Linked DNA regions of Sus scrofa: all the other regions are linked to region 2. The links are chromatin contacts, called in public Hi-C and HiChIP or PLAC-seq maps. All regions are on one chromosome and are shown on one strand. The core of a region is the stretch at or near the end of the contact, and the rest is flanking DNA. Distances in the headings are between cores, read along the strand shown. Region 1 holds the start of DNAJC13 (dnaJ homolog subfamily C member 13). Region 2 holds the start of MCM2 (DNA replication licensing factor MCM2). Region 3 holds the start of RPN1 (ribophorin I).

What was found. Hi-C and Micro-C count contacts between places; a contact is called where the count stands out from the background. HiChIP or PLAC-seq counts read pairs in DNA pulled down with a chosen protein or histone mark.
Region 1: a contact with region 2 is called in an H3K27ac HiChIP or PLAC-seq map of alveolar macrophages. The contact joins the promoter of DNAJC13 here to the promoter of MCM2 in region 2. A contact is called at or near these places in 1 of 5 promoter capture datasets (liver) and 1 of 2 datasets of contacts at active chromatin or transcription factors (alveolar macrophages).
Region 3: a Hi-C map of heart right ventricle shows a contact between it and region 2, with 4 times the contacts expected there. The contact joins the promoter of RPN1 here to the promoter of MCM2 in region 2. A contact is called at or near these places in 1 of 47 Hi-C or Micro-C datasets (heart right ventricle) and 1 of 2 datasets of contacts at active chromatin or transcription factors (alveolar macrophages).

Annotation. Positions count from the first base shown.
Region 1 is chr13:73,572,536-73,575,235 of Sscrofa11.1, forward strand. DNAJC13 (dnaJ homolog subfamily C member 13) reads left to right here and starts at 1,352. Exons shown (of 57, transcript XM_021069457.1): 1 at 1,352-1,835.
Region 2 is chr13:72,649,821-72,652,520 of Sscrofa11.1, forward strand. MCM2 (DNA replication licensing factor MCM2) reads right to left here and starts at 1,450. Exons shown (of 16, transcript XM_003483239.4): 1 at 742-1,450; 2 at 1-110. The coding sequence starts at 747.
Region 3 is chr13:71,891,243-71,893,942 of Sscrofa11.1, forward strand. It overlaps RPN1 (ribophorin I), which reads left to right and starts at 1,358. Exons shown (of 10, transcript NM_214333.1): 1 at 1,358-1,629. The coding sequence starts at 1,366.

The DNA of each region.
Region 1 (2,700 bases), core at 102-2,601, 920 kb after region 2:
AGGGCTATGGATGATCTTCTGAGCCATATCCTTTGAGCTGTTTTGTGGATACTGAAACCCCCACCAGGTGGAAGAAGTTAATTATAGACTGCCCACAGGCAAACAGACCCAAATCAATTGGAACCAGAAGGTTGATGATGTCCATTCCTGGTTACCTCACCACCAATCAATCAGAAGAATGTCCCTGAGCAGCAAACCTCTCCCTCACCCTGTCTTTAAAAACCTTTCCCTGAAAGCCATAGGGGATCTTGGGTCTTTTGAGCATAAGTTGCCTGCACTGCTTGTTCCATGCGTGCAATAAATGCTGCACTTTTTTTTTTTTTTTTTTTAAACCACAACCTGGTGTCAGTATTTTGGCTCTACTGCACAGCGTAAGTGGATCCAACTTTGGTTCAGTAACAGTCTTCCCACACCCAACTATTTGTGGTACTACTAGCTTATCTCACTGCTGCAGTACAGGAAAGCCTAATGGAAGGATAAATTCAGTCCTTTTCTACCCCAAGGTAGGCAGAAGGGTCAACAGTTGAGTCAGAAAGCAAAATCTATAAGAGGCACTGTCTACATTTTTCATCCAGCAAGTGCCATCTCTAAAAAACGACTGAAAGGAACTCCAAAGAAAACTTCAAGATTGCTGTGCAGAATATTAAATCTCTTATTAGAGGCCTTTAGCCCTCATAAAATAATCAATCCTTACAAGCCACCCACACCACTTGGCTTTTGAAGTTTGCAACAGAATCACTTATTTTTGAATTGTGATCTTTAGAGATCTGGGAGTGAAGACTTCCTTAAATAAACCCTTACCCACAGGTAACATATTCTATTGCCTCTTTTCTCTAACTTTGTTCCCATCCTAAGCCTCCACCTTAAGGAAGATTGTACCGGCTGTGGTCAGATGGCTTAGGCCCACTACTGTGGAGGGGGCCTCAGTTTACCTGCAAAACAAGGCTAATTCCTACTTGACAGAGTTGAGGATTAACTAAATAACCCCTTGACACGTGCTCAGCGAACAATAAATGGGAGCTATCAGTATTATTTTTCTGGCACTCCCACTAGCAAAAGTCACTATTCCCCTCTCTGTAACCTCCCACACCAACCCGAAATTTAAACTCTTTTCAGTTATCTTCTGGGAGTCTCAATAGTAAGTGGCTCGCAATCCAGCCAAACCATGTATAGACTGTCCCAGGAAGGTCAAAGACCCGACTGGGTAAATGCTTTATAACAAGACTTTGCGCTGATTAAGAGCGCAAAACCCCAGCCTGAAAACGACCACTGGGCGGGACTCAGAGCCTCACGCTGAGGGGCGTGGCCTCCTCAGCACGCGTCTGGGGGCGGGTTCCCTTCAAGCGCTGCGTGGACCCCGGATCCCACAGCCAATTTCGTCACTGCCTGAGTCTAACTTCGTTGCGTGAGGCGGGCGGGCGGACAAGCTGTCTGAACGCGGAATTTCAGGGAAAGCGGACAAATAGGACCGGGAGGACGGGGAAATACATGCAGGAGGGCGGAGCAGAAAGCGGAAGAATTGAAAGCAGCTGACCAAGTCTCGTGACAGCCTGGGCGGGGGCGACGCAGGCGTACTGGAGAGCGGTTGCTCAAAGCCTGAGCGAAGATGGCGGCCTCCAGAGCGAACCTCTGAGAGGCAGAGGGAGGAGGCGGAGGGGGCGGGGAAGCGGCGCCGCCGCGGCACCAGAAACCCGCGGTAGCGGAGCTACAGGGCCCCGGCGGGGGAAAGGGGAAGTGGTGAGAGGGAGAAGGTCGGAGGGCACCTCATCCCACTTTGGACGCTGAGCCGACGGCGGGAGGAGCTTGGGCTGGAGCCTCTCCAGCCTCCTGCGAAGGTAAATCACTCTGGGCACCAGAATCGGGAGCTATGCTTTAACCCCTCACCACGCCGCGGGGACTTGGGGGACGAAGGGCAGGAAGAAGAGGGTGGTGTCTGGGCTGCCGCAGCCTCCAGCAGTTAAGGAGAGCAGATTACCTTCCCCCCAAGGCTGCTCGTCTGGTTCCTCTCGTCGGACCCCCTCCCCCGCCCCTACCGGCTCTGACATTCCCCCAGGGCCCTGCCTTGTTGAGCCCCACCCCTCTTTTTGCCTTGCTTTTTGGTTTTCTACCCACCCTGGTTCCCACTCCCCTGTGCACATCCTTAACCCCACACAGCCCTTATTCCCCTTGGGCTCCGCCCTCGGGATTCCCGTCCAGCCTCCTAGTTGGAGCCCTCTTCCTGCTGGATGCCGGCAACTCTTGTTTCTTTGGGTCAGCGACCCTCCTTCCTCCCACGTCCTGCGCTGGCTTTGACTTTGCTTACTTTGTTTCGTTTTCCTGGGAAATGAGCATCCGCGTCGTTTCTTCTCCAGTCCCTCCCTTTTCCAAAATGAACTTTTTCCACTGAGGCTTTTCCCTCTTAGAAGGTAGCTTTTTCACAGTGGCCTTTGCTCCGCTGCTGTGATTTTGCTCTGAATGCGGCCTTTGGAGCGGGTGAAGTAAGACTTAGTCGCTCTGTGAAGTGGCTGTTAAAGGCGAATTTCACTTACTAATCTTAGGAAGAGTGCCTTCCCTTAAATTGTCTCCATGTTGTAGGGTGTTAACCGCTTTTGCCTTGAGATTATCATTTGCTTGCGGGCCGAGGGGATTAAATATCTCCCCCAGATGTGGCCAGAGTTTCCTGAAGTGATGATTTCTCAATTCCCCTCTGCTTTTTCCTTT
Region 2 (2,700 bases), core at 200-2,699:
GTCAGGGCATCCGTGCGCCTAGAGCTTCGCCCAGGGCTGGAGGTGAGAGGATCACTGCCTCGGCGACGCGGGGCAGGGCTGGACGCCACCGTGAAGGACTCAGATGATTCCTGCAAGAGGAGATGGGTTGGAGGTGGTGAGGACCAACCAGCTTCCTGTACCCTGGCCCTCCTCACCAAGAGGGCCTTCTTCTCCATAGTGACCCTGTCCTCCAACACTACAAACCCATCCAGCCTTAAGACTTAACACTTTCCATTCCCTCGGCCTGGAACTTTCTCTGAGCCAATGGCTTCTCCACGCGGCGACCAACTCAAGGACCCCTTCCTAAAACACCTCATCTTTCACCTGATCCTGTTTACCAAAGACTCCTCCCCCAGCACGCTTCCCACCCATCTGAGCACCCAGTGCACCAGAAGCTGCCGTGGGAGACGGATAACGAGTGCGGCCACCTCAAAGGTCTGAAACTCAGATTGCTGGAGGGCCAGGCAGTAGACAAGACTGCGGACAAAAACCAGTACGATAAGGAGGGCCCGAGAGAGCTGGCTGGGCCGGGGCGCGGGATCCCAAGTGCGGGCCCGCAGTACCAGCAGACCCGCGCCACGGGAGTAGCGGGAGAATTAACTCCGCGCCTAGCCTGGGGCAACCGCAAGCGGAGAGCAGACCAGGCCGGGAGCGAGAGGCGCGCCCCGCACTCCCGCCCGGGAGAAAGGCAGACCCTGCGCCGCGCCGCGCCACGCTCACCGCCATTGCAGCACCGCACTCGGCTCCGCCGGGAACAACCAGTTTTCGCGCGAAAATGGCCCACGTGACCGCAACGCCCGGGAAAGCGTCTGGCGGAGCACTACGTCATGACGTCAACGTCCATTTTCGTCAAGGCGGAGCTCGGGGGCGGGCCCGAGAGTTGGGCCCCGCCCACGCCCACCCTGCGCTCTGGGCTGAGGAACCAGCTCAGCTGTAGGAGCTTCAGCTGTTTCCGGCTGTCTAGGGTGAGTGGCAAGAAGCCCCACCTGCCAGCTTCGTGACTTCGGTCGCCCTGTGGCTTGGCTCCTTTGTGGCCTGTGTTACAGACGAGGCAACGGAGGCTCAGAGGCTTGTTTTCTGAGGTCTTTTTACTGTGTATGTCAACTTCTCCGGAAGCTCAGGCTGAATCCTTCAACCACCGAAAGGCCTGGGTTTGCAGGAGGCCACGTGTGATGTTCTGATGGGGGTTATCCTCCCAAGGGAGCCAGGATGCTGGGCGAGGGGTGTCCGGGTAGAAAAAACCTCGTGGACAGAGATGTGGAGAGCACAGCGCCATGGGGATCTGCAAGCAGTTCCCTGGTTCCAGTTAAAAAGCTTGTGATGCTGGGACAGGATTTGAGGTTGGAGAGCCCAAGTCACAAAAGATGGCCAAGTCTTTCTAGGAAGCTGGAGCGCTCTGAGAGCAGAAAAGAGCCACAGAAGGAGTTGAGCAGGGTGGGAAGAGGACTCAGTGGGGTTTTAGGAGAATTCCTCAGGCTGCCGCCAGGGTAGGGGTGGGGTGGGGGGTTTTACATCCACAGAGTCAAGCAAGGGGTGGCTGGAAAATTTTTACATTTATTTTCCAGAATTTCCCTTTGTGGTGCAGCGGAAACGCATCCAACTAGGAACCATGAGGTTGAGGGTTTGATCCCTGGCCTCGCTGATTGGGTTAAGGATCCGGTGATGCTGTGGGCTGTGGTGTAGGTCACAGATGTGGCTTAGATCTGGCATTGCTATGGCTGGTGTGTAGGCCAGTGGCTACAGCTCTGATTGGACCTGGAAACCTCCATATGCCACAGGTGTGGCCCTAAAAAAAGATCAAAAAATTTTTTTTCCAGAAAGTTTCAAAAATCAAAGCTTGATGTGTATGCACGTAACAGTTTACATAGTATTTATAGTGTGTTTATCCCTATTTGCATAATATTTACATTATATTGGGTAGTATAAGTAGTCTATAAATGGCAGTATACAGGAGGATATTCCAAGGTTATATGGAAATACCAGCCATTTTGTATAAGGGACTTGAGCAACCTTGAATTTTGGTGTCTGCACGTAGCTTGAGGTCAATCCCCCAAGGATACAGAGGGAAGATTGTGCTGTGATTCTTCCTCCAGGTCAGGAAGCTAGGGCTAGGGCAGGTGAGCAGACAGGAATGGATCTCAGCTCTCTTGCCAGGCACTTTTGTGTGCTGGGCAACTCTCTGGATGGGACCCAGGGTAGGGGCAGAAATGAGGATAAGGAGTGGGCATTCAGGAGATGGAGTCTATTGGTTGAGGCCAGCAGAAGGGAGGCACCCCAGATGACAGCAGATTCTGGCTTAGGAGACTAGGTGGGTGATGGTGCCGCCTGAGATGGGGAATGCAGGAGGAGGACAAGTTAGTTTGAGAGGAAAGAGGATGCGCTTGGGAGTTCCCGTCGTGGCTCAGCAGTAATGAATCTGACTAGTATCCATGAGGATGCAGGTTCCATCTCTGTCCTTGCTCAGTGGGTTAAGGATCCGGTGTTGCCATGAGCTGTGGTGTAGGTCACAGACACAGCTCAGATCCCACATTGCTGTGACTGTGGTGTAGGCCTGCAGCTAAAGCTCCAAGTCGACCCTGGCCTGGGAACTTCCATATGCCACAGGTATAGCCCTAAAAAGCAAAAAAAAAAAAAAAAAAAAAAAAAAAAAAAGAAAAAAAGGAAAAGGAAGGAAGGAAA
Region 3 (2,700 bases), core at 108-2,607, 760 kb before region 2:
TAATCCCTAGCCCAGCGGGAAATTCCATATGTTGCGGGGTGGCCAACAAACAAACAAACAAACAAAAACCATGCCACAACACTTGAGGCATGTCTTTGCTGTACAATTGTCACTTAGTGGAAAAAAATCAAAATGGTTCATTCATTTCAGGTTTGGTGGATGGCCCTAGATTTGCACCTGGCTATTGCCAAAACAACTTCCTTGTACAGCATTTTAATAGTGACTGTTAGATGTTTGACACTATCCATCCTGGCATGGGTGATGGGGAGTTAGGAAATCAGGTTTCTAGCCCCAGCTTTGCTCTTAAATAGCTGTGTATCTTTGGATAAATTACCCTCCCTGGACTTGTATTTCACTTTCAGAAAATAAGGATCGTATTGGGATAGCTAATGCTTCTTTTTGTCTGTGAAAATCTGGGGTTTTATTCAACAGCCTGGAGTAGTCCAAAGAGCTCCAGTTCAGGGTCAGTCTAGGTTTCCAAACAACCTGACATTTACTGACTTTGTTGTGTGTTTACTCATCTATACAGTAGGGGTAAATAGCATTTATAATAAAAAATTCATTTATTCATCCAATCAGTGCTAACTGGTCACTATGCCCCACATGCTGAGGTCCTGGGACGAACAGTCTAGACAACGTCCCTGCCCAGCAGAGCAAAACTTCTGTATAAGTTCCTTATTGATGCTGTAACAAATTACTGCAAACTCAGTGGCTTAAAATAACACCAACTTAAATCTATAGTTTCCTAGGATAGAAGTCGGAAACGGGCGTCACTGGGATAAAGACAAGGTGCTTTTGGTTTGTCCTATGTTTCTTGTGGTCTCCCTGAGGTGCATTTTCAGTTCTGTGGGCAGTATCGCAGGAGTGAGGTGCCCTTCTGGGTGTGGTACGTGACGTCACTACGTCCTTCGGTCGGTGATGTTAACCTTGGTCAAGGTGGTGTCTGCCAGGATTCTGGAATATCAATTTACTATTTACCCCTTTGTAATTACTAAGTATTGTAGGGGAGATACTTTGAGACTGTGCAGATGTCCTGTTTCTGCTTAAATTTTTGCTAAAGCTTTTACGTTCTCCGTTAGGGCTATATTCTACCCCATCAGGAAGCAGAAAAGCCACCGTCTCGGTGGGGAGTCGGAGGGTGGCGGGAGAGGCGGAGTGCCAGGGCTCCTTCCCGCGAGAATAGATCGGGAGTGCGCGCGCAGGCAGGCGCCCGGCGGGTCGCCTGTTGCCCTGGAGAAGGGGGTCCTCAGCCCTGGGCGCCGCCATCTTGGGATGCTGGCGGACCCAATGGTCAACTGCGTCGTGGCGGAGGCGGGGCGCAGGGGCGGGCTGGCGGGCGGCCTGAGGCTCAGCTCCATCCCGGCCATGGAGGCGCCCGCAGTCTGCCTGCTACCGCTGCTGCTGTTGCTCTGGGCCTGGGCCCCGGCGCCGGGCCGCGCCTCCCCCGAGGCGCTGCCGCTGGTCAACGAGGACGTGAAGCGCACGGTGGATCTGAGCAGCCACCTGGCTAAGGTGACGGCCGAGGTGGTCCTGGCGCACGCGGGCAGCAGCTCCTCGCCCCGCGCCGCCTCCTTCCTACTAGCCCTGGAGCCCGAGCTGGAGGCCCGCTTGGCGCACCTCGGCGTGCAGGTGAGCTGGGGCCGAGGCGGCGGGGACACGTCAGCACAGGCCGGCGGGCGGGGCTTGGGGTGCTGCTGGCCGGGCCGGAGCGCGATTGGCGAGCGAGGGTGGACTCTGTCCAGTGCGATCGGAAATGGAGCAGCATGTCCCCTGCTTCACGTCTGAATCGTTTGAAACCGTTGTTAATGTAACGCATTTCTTTTGGTCGCGATTTAACTCTTTAAAGGGTTTATTTCTTTTAGTTGAAAGAGTCATACAAGTAATACAGTACAGAAAGTGAAGTCCGGTTCTCTCCCCCTAGACCGGTTGTCATTCTCACGCTGAAGCAGTAAATGGCTCCCAAGTTTGCCTAATCAGTTTCACGCCTCTTGAGGAAGCTGTTGGCTTTGGGAATAGAGAGAATATACCTATGCAGAGGTTTGCTTTTTATTACTGCTTTCATTAAATAGCAGCCATTAAGTCATTACCCAGTTATTGGTTGGGAGAATAGTCATTACAGTGTCGTGTTTCTTCCAAGCACGCCTCTGTCTGACTGAGTTTGGAGATACAAAGCTACCTTTACAGAGATTATGCTTCTGAAATGACTCCTGTACCTTTCATGCCTTGTCTAAAATTTGAAACACAGTTTTGCTTAAAGGTTTGTGGAAAGATTAAAACTTCATTTGAATGTTTTGAAGGTTCAATCGCATTCTTTTATAAAAGCTAGTGCTGATTTAGTGAGGTTGCCACAGGATTACTATCTGGCCTTCATGCTGGAGAGTCTTACAGGCTGGGTTATTGTACTGGTGCCTTATTGAGACTTTATGTCAGGTACTATGGTAGATATTTTAAGTACATCCTCATTTAACTCTCATGGTAGCCCTTTGAGGTATACTGTTAGTGCACCTGAGGAGTCTGAAGTCTGGGAGGGGAAGCTGTATAACCCACTATGTGAGGTCTTCGAACAAAGAGTTGAGCTTTGGTTTAAGACTCTGTATGTTCTTCACTGTCTCATGTTGTCTCTTCTGGACTAGTTGGTTCAAAGGTAGGGTTCTGTTGGAGTATAAAACCTGCAGTCTCATCACCAGCTTTGCTCAGAGT